Linked DNA regions of Mus musculus: region 2 is linked to region 1. Evidence: chromatin contacts called from public Hi-C data. All regions are on one chromosome and are shown on one strand. Each heading gives the region's core, a stretch centred on a gene start, on an enhancer-like site or on the middle of the called end of the contact. The rest is flanking DNA. Distances are from core to core; before and after follow the strand shown.

Evidence for each region. Hi-C and Micro-C count contacts between places; a contact is called where the count stands out from the background.
Region 2: a Hi-C map of olfactory sensory neurons shows a contact between it and region 1, with 2.3 times the contacts expected there. The contact joins the enhancer-like site here to the promoter of Snap25 in region 1. A contact is called at or near these places in 1 of 39 promoter capture datasets (hippocampal neurons), 4 of 484 Hi-C or Micro-C datasets (cerebellar granule neurons, cerebellum, olfactory sensory neurons and 1 more) and 2 of 9 other capture datasets (adipose tissue and liver).

The regions. Positions count from the first base shown.
Region 1 is chr2:136,710,627-136,716,852 of GRCm38.p6, reverse strand. It overlaps Snap25 (synaptosomal-associated protein 25), which reads right to left and starts at 3,403. Exons shown (of 8, transcript NM_011428.3): 1 at 3,253-3,403. Gm32659 (a long non-coding RNA gene) reads left to right here and starts at 2,515. Exons shown (of 3, transcript XR_375013.3): 1 at 2,515-2,980.
Region 2 is chr2:136,751,540-136,757,765 of GRCm38.p6, reverse strand. Snap25 (synaptosomal-associated protein 25) reads right to left here. Exons shown (of 8, transcript NM_011428.3): 2 at 1,565-1,698. The coding sequence starts at 1,636. Among named protein-coding and RNA genes, the nearest start is that of Gm32659, 40 kb to the right of the region's middle. Within about 2 kb of position 3,990, at least 18 of the 459 cell types and tissues checked have an H3K27ac peak or open chromatin away from gene starts, as enhancers often do. A contact at or near this core is called in olfactory sensory neurons, where this site is marked.

The sequences.
Region 1 (6,226 bases), core at 2,154-4,653:
TGCCCTGTCTGAAACCCTATCCTTACCACCGCTCACATTTACTTACAAATGAATTACTTACAATCTCATAATTTTTCCTTGTTTTATTGGTTTTTAACTTTGGATTTGTGTGATAAGTTTTATTACTTATTATTTCTATTAAGATTACTAGATTCTAAACTTACTGAGGTCAAAAACCATATAACCATGAAATGTTATATCCCCTGTGGGGTTGATTTATGTATCTGGTGCTTTCTGACTGATCAATATCTTCCTATTAGGTTGGTGCCTGCTGGCAAGGGATGACATTGCAGAATGTATCCAGTGCTGAGGCCAAACCCATTATTTTTCCTGCTTTTCTAGTACTGTAACGCAATCTCATAATGTAAGAAGCATTGCTTATTGATAGTGCATCATTTAAAAGTCAGGATTTTCTTTTGTTTCCTCCTTCAATCTCTTTATTACATTGTTTTTATTTCTACAATGGTCAAAGCCAACAGTTCTCCTGAAGGCCAGCTGCTATGCAGTTGCTAGGCGTCATTGGAGGAGAAATCAATTGTTCAGCTGATAACCTTTACTGCAGGGTTAACTTTAGAGTTTAGGAATATCATCTAACAAATTAAGGGACAGCTTGCCTTAGAGCTGTGAAAGCTTTATAAAGTAAAGGTTAAATTATCAATTCTAGGGATATTGCACCATGAAAAGATTGTAGAAATTGTACATTATTTTGTGCTGAGAATGCTAAATGTGGAAAACAACAATAAACAAACAAGCAGGTTCCATCCCACCATCTGCAGGAATGTTTCCTGGATTCTCCATATGCCTCTCTGCTCCCACCTCCTTCATCACATTGTCCTGGATTTTTAAAACGAAGAAAAACCATCTTATTATTTTTCCTTCTGAAGATTTTCCATGACAAAAATGTTAAATCTACGTCACAGGTACATTTCTTTTTATTTTCTCAGCTAACTTTCCTATATATTCAGCTATATAAATACTCATATTGCCTCTTTTTCCCACCTCGGCACCTTAGCCAGCTTTACTGCAATGCTATGCCCCCTTCCTTCATCTTCCACTATCCAGCAAACCTAGCAGTAATTACTAACGTTCAAGCACATAATTCAGGCAGCATTAGGCTTTGCATTTGACGCAACTGCGCAGAACTGTCTGGATTTGCACTATAACAGCAAAGCATTTAAATAAGACTCCTCCCCATACTCCCCCCCCCCTCCACCTCCCATCAATGAAACGTAGTTGTTTATTATATCTGAAGATTTCAGAGTTATAAACTCCCATGCAGCTAAATAATCTGGAATGAATTTCCACTGAGATCAACTTACATCTACACACAATAATATGCCAGCATATACATACATGGAAACACATGATTTTTATAAAGAGAACCCACAAATAAATAGCTGGGGATAAAATAACTCTTTTTAATAGAGAATTTTAGTATCTTTGGGAGACAGATGATTGGAGTTATAACTAAATGAACACAATTCAAGACCTTTGGGAGGAGGTCTTTAAAAGGGTTCATGCTAGCATGTCTTTAATGCATTATATACATCCTTATATATGAAGCTGTTATTCTCATTTAACAACTGTGGAAAGCATATCATTTTAGTCTTGATACATTCATGACAATTATGAGACTCTAAATCAAACAGATATTTATCATCATGACAATTTTTGCTCATGCGGAGTCTCTAAGCCTCAGAGAAGAAAATAGTTATCATGACCTCAGCAAAATCCTGCAGTGCCATAATAGAAATTGCAGTGAATCTTGGGGGTCAGATTCCTGCTTCAGCCGATTCATAACCCTGAAGGACATGTTTAACTTCTCCCAAGGATGACCATTCTTAACGTCAACATCTACAGCAATCAATCTGCCATATCCAATGTTAATATGAAATGCACTAACTCCAAAACCACAGCCAAAGATATTGAAATTTTTCTTTTGGCTGTGTATGCTTGTTTCTACCTAGTTTTAAGAATAAAGGAAAAGTGACAAAGGGATTTATTCCAGAAACTAGTTCAGATAACCCATATTAAAAAAAAACACAGGGAAGGAACTGTCCTATAAATAGATAGTACTAGCATCATCTTATAAGCCCACTGGAGCCCACCTAATATCAACGGATATATCTACCCTGTGTTAAATACAAAAAATTACAGTATATATGTCGTAATGGAGGATAAGTGACCGTTTTTAAAAGTATGGTTTTGTTTTGTTTTGTTGTTTTGTTTTTGTCTAAACCAAGGCACAGGAAGAAATACAGAAGGCTTCTACAAGTAGTCTGCTTTTTCTTGAAGCTACGTGGGAAGTGAGGAAGAGAGCAGGCAATTGTCTGTAAATAAATCCCTGCTGACAGGATTTATTCTTCTGTCTTTCTTTTAATCTACTATGCGAGCTCTATTAAGACTTTCTATAAGACCTGGATCTCAGAGAGAAAATTTGGCCTCTAGTCCCAGCCAGGCATCTCTGCAGCAGGTAATGCGGCGCTGCAGCCGGATCGCTGTCCGCGGTGCTGAAAGGTCAGGGCGCCGACGCGGGCGCCGAGCACTCCTGTCCAGGGTGCTGAGCTCCCGCCATCGCACCCCCACTAGTCTAGCCCACCGCACCAAACCTCCAGAGCTCTCCCACTTTGCAGCACATGCTCGCCTGTAGCTGACTTGGGGCAGGCGGCATAAATCAAGTCTGTGGGGCATGGAGGCTGCTGCCGCTGCCGCTGCCGCAGCTCAGCTTGCCCAGGGAGGGAACTGCCCCCCTTCTCCTTTCGCCTCCCCAGCGCCCACACCCTGCCTTCTCATCTCCCTTGGGTAGCAGTGCCCTAAACACTACAGTCATAATCATAGGGTTGGAACGAACTACAAGATCGTGTTTTGCTTTTAAATTTTAGACTACAGGTAGAAAAAAAACCCCACAATCCTAATAACCTAAACATATCTCAAAACTGCATCGCAAGATGGAAGAGGGTCCCACGGCTGCTTCAAAAGAGTAAGTTATTATTCTGTACACATCCTCGCTATTTCTTCCCACCACTCCATCTGTAGTGTCCCCATTCACTCCTTCTCCAAACAGCTCACCTCGAAAATACTTTTATGCAGCCCCAGGCGAGAGTCTAGGTAGATATGCACACAGGGAATACCGCACCCTAAGTGCACCAATACTTGTATTTACCCAGGCTCACTTGGGCTGCCAGCTGCAGTCCCTTCTGTGTATGCAGCCATACAGGGCTAGGACCTGGATCGGGGGAGGGGGCTCTTTACCTTGTCTTCTCCGGAGGATGCTGTCCGCTGATCCCTGCAGGTAGCAAGAGTGGAGGAGCCGCCGGGTAGGGAGGGAAGGAAAGACAGCTCCAGACCTCCCCGAGGTTTCTTCTTCAATGCAACGTGAGCTCTGCCCTCATCAAAGATGGCCGTTCCTTTGACGTCAGCAGCTTTTAATAGCCGGCTCCTCGAGGGGCGGGGAGGAAGTGTGATGGGGGAGGGCGGAGGGAGGAAGGTGGCTGGGGGCGGTAGGGGAGGAGCCGGGAGGTGCGGAGCGCTTGACTCAGCTCCCTGAGCGCTTTGCAGCAACCCTTTTTATTTCAATCTTTTATAAACACCCAAATGGAGCGATTCTTTTGACTCCATTTTAGCACCGTCTTGGGAAATACATATTTCTTGCGACTGTTTTCCTGATGGCCTATGCGTTTGCTTACGTGTGCATGCATATGTGAATATATGTATGTAAATACGTGTGTTTGGAATGTATATACAATTATAATAATGTAAACATATACATATTTATATGTAAAACGTTCCCCTGATGATTTGTCTTTGGTTGAGTCACAGACACGAGAGGAAGGTAAAGGAATAGAAGGGTAATGATGTGAGGGATTGGCATAGATTTCTGTTGTGATTTATTTTCTCCAGAGAAGAGGGTCCGAAGAGGCATTCCCCTCAGCTCTCGCTCTCACCAGCTCCTTTCGTGACCAGGTTACTCACATTGCTATTTTTATGAAAATTATTGTATTAAAGCAGCATTGCAGGTTTAGAGTTCTCATTTAATCATGGCCAGTTTGGGAAAGGCTCACACTTTCTTTTAAAGTACGTCAGAGCAATTATCACCGAGATAACACCTGAGTTGGGGAAAGGGAGAGGGAAGCTAGTTAGCCCTATTAGCTTGGGTTTGCAGGGCTAGGGCTTTGAGTTGCGAGTTGTTTGCCCGGGGCTTATAGATGACTCTGTGGCGGGTTGAATTTGCAGTCTGGGCCTAGAGCGGTATTCGGGTTTCTTAGAACGTGTCCAGACATCCGGGGGTGGGGGTGGGGGGAAGGTGGCTAGGACAGTACTGAAATCTGGAGGGTCACTCATTGCACAAGCACTTTCAGTGGCCGACCCTCTGAACCTCTGGGTCTGGTATGAGCAAGAATGTCTACTTCTGCTGGTTCAGATGAAAGATTAGAAGTAATAACCACACAATATAATCCTGTCTTTGCTTGTCGTGCGTCAGGAGCAGTCAGGAGCTGGGTAGGGCAGGCGGCGATATGCAAATAGTTCGGTGGTGCAGCCTCTAGATGATTCACAGGTGTTGGGGAGGTTGTCCGGGTTCTAGGCAGGGAGGGAGAGCTGGGGAGCGCGTGGGAGGTGGGGGACCTCGTCTCAGGAACTGTTTGTACTTTTCCGCGGAGGATGCGATTAGAAGTCGTGCCTCGCAATCTTAAAACTTGATGGCCTCTTGGGCGATGGAAAATCCTTTTCTCTTAGAAACACACACGCGCACACACACACACACACACACACACACACACACACACACACACACTTAAAACTGGATCTGAAAAGCAACGCGTAAACGCCCCCCGCCCCGGTCTCGATAACACACACACACACACACACACACACACACACACACACACACACCACGCTTGCTGGTTTTAAAGGCAAGCTTAGGTAATAAAGCTTTTAATTGTAGGCGAAGACAGACGGGGAGCTGAGGGAGGAGGGGGTTGGGTGGATGTACATAGGAGAGGAGCAGAATTTCCTTTTTCTAACAGATACCAAGATCCAAAGGATATTTTGAAATCTTAATGTTTGCGATGATGATGGTGTTTGGGTTTTGATTAAAACCGGATTCCTGAAATATTGCTGCTGCAATTTGCTTACTGAGTTATTCAACATTTAAATTTTTGTACGACAGAAAAAAATATGCTTGGCCCTCACTAGGCTGCCATTCCAGCTCATATTTTCATTATAATAAAGCTCGCAGGAATAGGCTTAAGAATGTAATATTTTTCAGTTATGATATGACTTGGGAAAAAAAAGGCAGCATGCAGAGTTGGCAGAGACAGACAAACTACCCTACAAGAAGGAGAAAGAAAATATGTATAGGGCCCTCCAACTAGAAATCATTCAGGCAGAAAGTTTGTGAAAGAATGGGGGCAGGGGATTTCCCCCCCCCCCCTTTTTTTTTTAAGTACGTCATTGAGGGAGCCTCATTCTGCAGGCAAAAGTGATGTGGCAAGCACCGGAGAGAAGAGCTTGGTGTTCTGAATCTTTAGCTGAAGATTCCTCACACTGACAACTTCAGAAATTACAGAGAGGAAGACAGAGTCGCACTGACTCATGGAGCCACAGAAAATACCAACAGCCCCTCTGAAAGAGGTGACAGCATTATTCATATCTGTATGCTCCTTCACAAAATGATGATAAGAGGTTCTCTATGCTTGGGAATCACTAAGATCTAATCTAAGATACCCTGGAAATGTAAAAGCTTTTCCTGTGTAGCAAGATAGTCCCTAATATACTTTGAATATCGTATTGTTTCTATTGTTTCATTAAAATAAAGCAGAACAAACAAAAACTCCCGTGGTGATGATTGACAGTCCCCGGCCAGCAGATTTATGTTATTCTGGGTTTACAATGACTTGGCCCATACAGAGAAGCAAGGTGAAGACAATTTTGCCCCGAAATGATTTAGCTGTGTCTGAGTCCCCTCTACAAAGATCCAGTATGTGTAGTTCCTGATGCCAAGGAACTCACTGCTGTGATTAATGGGTATGTATGGTATGCTAATGCAGTCTCTGAAAGCTCTTTGGTATACCATGCCCCCAAGCATTCTAATTTGCAATGGTTATTCTTGGAATACAAAGTTCAAGATTCATAGCCAAGTGGGAGGCTAAGGCAAGGGCTTCATTGTGAGTTCAAGGCCAGCCTGGGCTATACAGTAAGTTTGAAGCTAGCCTGGGCTTTATAGTAA
Region 2 (6,226 bases), core at 2,741-5,240, 40 kb before region 1:
GCTTGGCAGCTGCTCCTCCGGGTACAGCATTGCCACTTTGTTCTCAGTTCCTTAACATCGTTCCAATCCAACAGCCAGTGTGATTTCTCAGAGCCATGCTTTCAAGTAGGAAACTTATAAGGAATGTGAAGGATATGAATTTTTGCGCTCTCTCTCTCTCTCTCTCTCTCTCTCTCTCTCTCTCTCTCTCGTTCTCTCGTAAAAGTTCTATCAGCAGTGATGTGCTGGAAAATGTTTAACTGACTCTCTGAAAAAACAGAAATACATTTATCTACATTCATGCTTATTGCTGCTGTGCTGATATGAAATACAAAGAGCACAGAGTTGACACCTAATACAACAAGTGTGCCTAGCGACAACTCCTGTGTAGCAGGGGGAATCTCACAGAAAGGCCCTGTAGATTTCTGGTGTCGTCTGTCTATGGCTCACCATCTGGTGAACTAGTGTGATTCCAACATGGTCAATGGAATGGGATAACTTCAGTTATGTTCATGAATAAGAAGAAAATGAAGTGAAGAAGTAGCATTAGAACTAGATTCATTAGAAAAGAGACAATGTTCTTGTTGGAGAAAAAAACAAACAGGTTACAACTAATAAAGGACTTCCTCAAAGTTTTTATATTTAAAAAATACTTTTATGATTTGAGAGTTTCATACAATATATTCTTATTATATTTACCTCCTCCATTCTTCCCTCTAACTCTTCCCAGATTCCCCCAACTTTTCACCCCCAACTTTGTGTATTGTTTTCTTAGTGTAATCACACAGACAAGCACACTTTACAGGTTTTATATAATTATTTATATTTTCCCTTCAGTCTTAACTCTAGGTAATCAATAAAACAATAAATCAAGCCATTACTGGTAGCATTTGGCAATTCTGGGTTCTAAATAAGTCTGGGTGCTAAACAATTGCTATTTCATTTCTGACTCCAGTGGGTTCTCTCTCTCTCTCCTCTCTCTCTCTCTCTCTCTCTCTCTCTCTCTCTCTCTCTCTCTCTCTCTCTCAGTAAAATGGCTATTAGCAGTGATGTGGTGTCTCTGTGGGTGAGATTTACAGCAACATTGGTCTGTGGGCTTTCTATTCCTTATATGCAGTGAGTGTAAATTACTCAAGAGCATAAATAGCAGTAAGACATGTGCTAAACTCACTAGGTAGAAAGCAATGAGTTTTGAGCACAGTACCATCTCGTATCTATCTATATACCTACCTATCTATCTGTCTGTCTGTCTATATTCTATCTAATTTTCAGATTATGTACTTCAGTTTTAATAATAGCCATGTTTAACAGCCAGTTGGGAAAGTTCCTAAAATTGTTAACCTTCAGAACTGAATTAACTACAACACACTGTAAGACATCCAAAGACAAAACTTTTCCTAAAGGACCCTGCCCTCTTAAACGTCTTAAATGACAAGTCAAGAGTCTGGGCGAATCAAATCTTTCTAACCTGCAGACAACTTAGTTAGAGAAAAAGAAAGTTCTTTTTTCCACTTTCTTTTTTTTTTAAATTGAGACATTAGAAGAAATCTTTTTTTTTCCCCCCTTCAGAATCTGAGTCCTTTACCTCATCAGCCAGCTGGTCAGCCCTCCTCTGCATCTCCTCCAGCTCATTGCGCATGTCTGCGTCTTCGGCCATGGTACTGGTGGGGGGTTGCTGGGCGCTTGGGCCAGCAAGTCAGTGGTGCTTCGTTAAAGAACCTGGGAAGAAGGAAAATATGGGTGCTTCCATGAATGTGTGCCACCTGGAAGGTATAAGCACTTCACTGCCCCCAGGGTTCAGACAGCTTCTAAACTGGAAGCCAAATTCAGACAAGAATCAATAGAATTATGTCAATTCTCCAAAAAGTGCCAGGAAGAGATATTTTTTTCAGCCTCCTCACAGGAACAGACACATATTTACATATGATTTTTTCTGACAGTTTGTATTGTAGCCCAGGTTGGCTTTGGGCTAACCATCTTTCTGCTCCAGTCTCCTAAGTGTTCTAGGATCCCAGGTTTACGAAGACGCATATGGCTTCATCTGAAATATTTTTAAAACACAAACCAGCAAGGCTTGGGAATGATGAGGTGGAGAGTACAGACAATTATAATTGACATACTAACCACTTCACAATTTGTATAGTTTGTGAAATTTTGACACATGCAATATACTCAGGAACCCCACCACTCTAAAAAGAAAATGAACCAATCGATTAACCCCCACATTTTCACATTCTCCTTGTTATTATACCTGTTATTCTCCATACCCTCCCATGTCCAAGAGACTGCTGATCTCCTTTTTGTCACTATTGCTGGCATTTCTTAGGATTATGTATTAATGACATGACTTAGCATGCACTATGATTTGCCTGGCTTTTGTACTTGGTATAATTATTTTGAGATTTACTACATTTATTTTTTTTGCACAATTACTAGACCATTACTATTTGTTTGTGGGTAGCAGGGCACCATATTTAGAAGCATCTAGAATTGTCATTAGAGGTTGTCAAGATTGTGTGCAGGTAAACAAGTCTTATTCCAAAGTGGAGTGAGTCCAGGGCCTTAAAATGTGACCAGCCCACTTTGTGGCTATCCTTGACATTTCACATGAAACAAATGCAAGTAAGAGGACACTAATTGTTCCAGAGCACCCTTCTTTCTTCCTTTCCATCCTTCTCAATTCTCAAGTACTTACAAAGAGTACTAGGGATACACTGATGAACAGAAAATGTGAATTCACCACCTCTATATAACTACAGTTTAATTGGAAAGAAGACAGTGAAGAAATTCTAAGTACCAGAAATTAGAGTGCCAATGGGAACATAGTCAGCTTCTGTCAGGGAGTCATGTCCCCAGAAGGGACCAGAGGAAGAGTCTGAGATAAGTATTTGACCTTACACCAACATCTTTGGGCAGTACACTTGTTGAAGGTCCAGGCTTGGGTCCCACGTTTGAGATAGTCAAGCATACAGTGGTATTTGTCTTTCCTCTTGCAGACTTGAATCTTGTCTTTGGAGAGTGAATGCTTACCTAGGAATTATGTATCTAGTCTTCACAGGGAGAGGGCCAGATGGCTAGAGATGGTCCCTAATTGGAGACAATGTGTGTCCCTATCAGACCAAGCACATTCAGAAGCTGGTACTGAACTCCCATCTTCTCCTGTCAACGAAAGCAGGGCAAGGAAAGAAGGCTGAGCCACAGGATAGCAGAGGGTTCTCTGCATCCTTGAAGAAAGGAAAGCTGGCTGCTCACTAGCAAGACTTGTGAGTCTATAGTTAAGAACACTCATCCCATGGGTTATGTGACTGGATGTGTATGACACTATTGCCATTATCTCAGATGATAAGATGGAGGTCCTCTGTGGAGGGGAAGCAGAGTATATGATTAGCTTTCTGCATTGACCAGCTCTGTGAAGAAAGTCTTCTAATCGAGGGACTTTAAACGGGAAGAATGTTAATGTGAATTAGAAACTTTGTGGCTATGGGCAAGATTACTTCCCTCCCTGAGCATAAAGCTCACTTCTGAGATTTTATGTCACAGGTGTGTCAAGGATAGAAAATCCCAATTAACTTTGTTTACTAAGGATGCTGGGTTTTAATATTCAGATAGCCTATTTGGGTAAAATATCCTCATACCTTTGGGAAGAGTAGAACAAATCTAGGCTCTGTTACCTATTCTTCCTTTAGTAATGGCTGACATCAGGCACTGAGGAGCAGCTGAGTACTGGTCTCAGGGAAACCAGCAGAGTGGAAAGGTGCTGGTTTCCAAGCAGCAACTCTCTCAGGACTGCCTCTAGGGAACAAGCAAGGGCGTGCCTGACCCTGGCCTCCTTCTTTGTGAAGAGGTGCTTGCACTTTCTTGTGTCATCTCCTCATTCTGGTATGGGAACTCCTGGCGTGGGGTGGGGGTTGGGAGCATGAAAATCAGGAATAGAAGAGTATCTACCACATGGCTTCTCTGTCAGCCTGCCACCTGCCCATCAACCAAGCCCTGGCAGGTTGCTGGCAGCCTGGAGCTAGGAGCATACAGCTGTTCTTCCCCTGCTGAGAATAGCAACTTTGAGAGATCACCAAGGAAACGCTGTAGACAGGAGTGTGTGTGTGTGTGTGTGTGTGTGTGTGTGTGTGTGTGTGTGTGTGTGTGTGTGTGGAGAGAGAGAGAGAGAGAGAGAGAGAGAGAGAGAGAGAGAGAGTGTAGTGGCAGCCCTCCTGATGAGAATCACTAGAACAGCTACTTGCTGGGATGTTTGTTGTTTCCATTTGATAAATTGTCCCTAAAAACCCCAAACCCATGCATGACTGCATTCTAGGAGACAGGGAGAATCGTAACTAGCAATCATTGCACTAGCTGAGAGGATGTTAATAATGAAATGGAATTACTCAGGTGGCATGGAACAAGTGTTAGTCCTGCACATACCTAAGCAAGTGGCATTCCCCAGAGGAGCAAAGCTCACATTAGTCAGGGAGGATACAAGGAAATAGTCTCTCAAAAGAGATTCCTGGAGCTCTGATATAAGACACTCACCTAGCCATTAAAGACCCTGGCTAAGAATCTCAAATCACCTGTGCATAGTCTAGACCTAACTAGGTATTCACTTCCTGTTAATTGACTCTGGGATGAACACATATTCCCTTTAATGTTCCAAAATTAGCAATTTTCAGCTTAAAGTTTAAGACCATCCTTCTGTAACTCTTGCAAAAGTTAGCATCATTAGAAAGCTTCTTAATGATGGCTGAGTCATTAAAACCGCAGAGGTTCCGATTTGCTCAGTTTGAGACCGAGTCCCAGATAGTATGTCTCGAGAAACATCCAGGAGGTGTGGACACTGTTGTTCTGCAGACCACAGTTAGCCTACTTACTGCTACAGTGTCAGTAAATGTCACTAGGTACGGTCAAGAAATGGCTTTGTAGTTAGCCAAATAGGACACTAGTCTGAATAAACCAATCAAGGGCTCTGCAGTAACAGAGCTCTCACCTCAAAGAGCCCAAGAGACAGTTGATTCTAGGTCTAAATTTGAGTGATCATAGCCCAGGAACATGGGCTTAGGTCACTGAGAGACCCATAGTTGCAACGTACAAGCAAGTTCATGAAGTTTTTAATAGTAAAAGAACAAAGAAAGTTATAATCAAGGCATTTCTCAGTTCCATTAGTGGAAACATCAGAGATGTGGCTACATTCAGTGGGAAGAATCTGAACAAAGGCTCGGATGTTATCTGATACCATCCTTAACTCTGACTGGTAGAGAACAGGGTTTCCTTAAGTTAATATATCCCAAAGGTTTTCACCTATTTACATCTGATAGGGAGGTAAACAAGAAATGGCTTTTTAGGGGGATAAATACAGCTGAGAAATTTAGTTAGGCTCTGGACCTAGAACATTCCAACCACTCCATAGTCCTTGACATTTTATCAGTTTATCAGTCTGTATAGACAGCTTCTTTCCAGTAATTCTCATCCCTTCACTTTCCTATGAACCCAAACCAGCTTGTTCTTTGTTGCATTGGATTTAGGCTAAGCTGACTATCTTACCCTCATTTTTCAATGGTTGACAGGATTTGAGATGAAGAAACCATGAAATGGAAATTGTGATACTAGAATTTCAAGATGTATAATAAAGTTTTCTTTGAGCATATGCTTGTCTAGTTGTGAATCCACTGTCAGTGGCTTCTTCCATGCCATAAGGGCTCACAAAGCTGAACATATTTGCTGGCTGGCTCTTCAAGAAAAACACTTGTGGATCCGAACAAAGAAACACAGGCAAACAAAACCAGAAATCCTTGAACATTAGTTATCAGCTTCCCCTATCTGCAGAACGCTGCATATTTACTACAGATGAACACTGTGTAGGTTTTTTATTTCCTGTTCAACTTTGCCTGCAAAATCCATTTTATAAATCTTCCCATGGTGTTTCTTGGATATACTCTAATCATACTCTAAAATAAGAAATGAGGCATGGAGTAAAACTAGAAATTATAAAAGTGAGTCTGTGTTTGATTGTCTATGCCTACAGAGTTTTAGGTGCATGCCGTTAACCCCCAAACTCAGGAGGCAAAGGCCAGGTGGATCTTTATGAGTTTCAGGCCAGCCTGTTCTACATAGTGAGTTCCATTGGTCTATATCCCTCCTGTAACCTTAACTACAAATGGTTCTGTACCTGCCTGTTCCAGGAATAATAATCATGTCTTTGTTTCAAAAAGTTAATAACCATCTCGCAATCCTACCTTTGTTTCACAGGAGTTGTTATGAT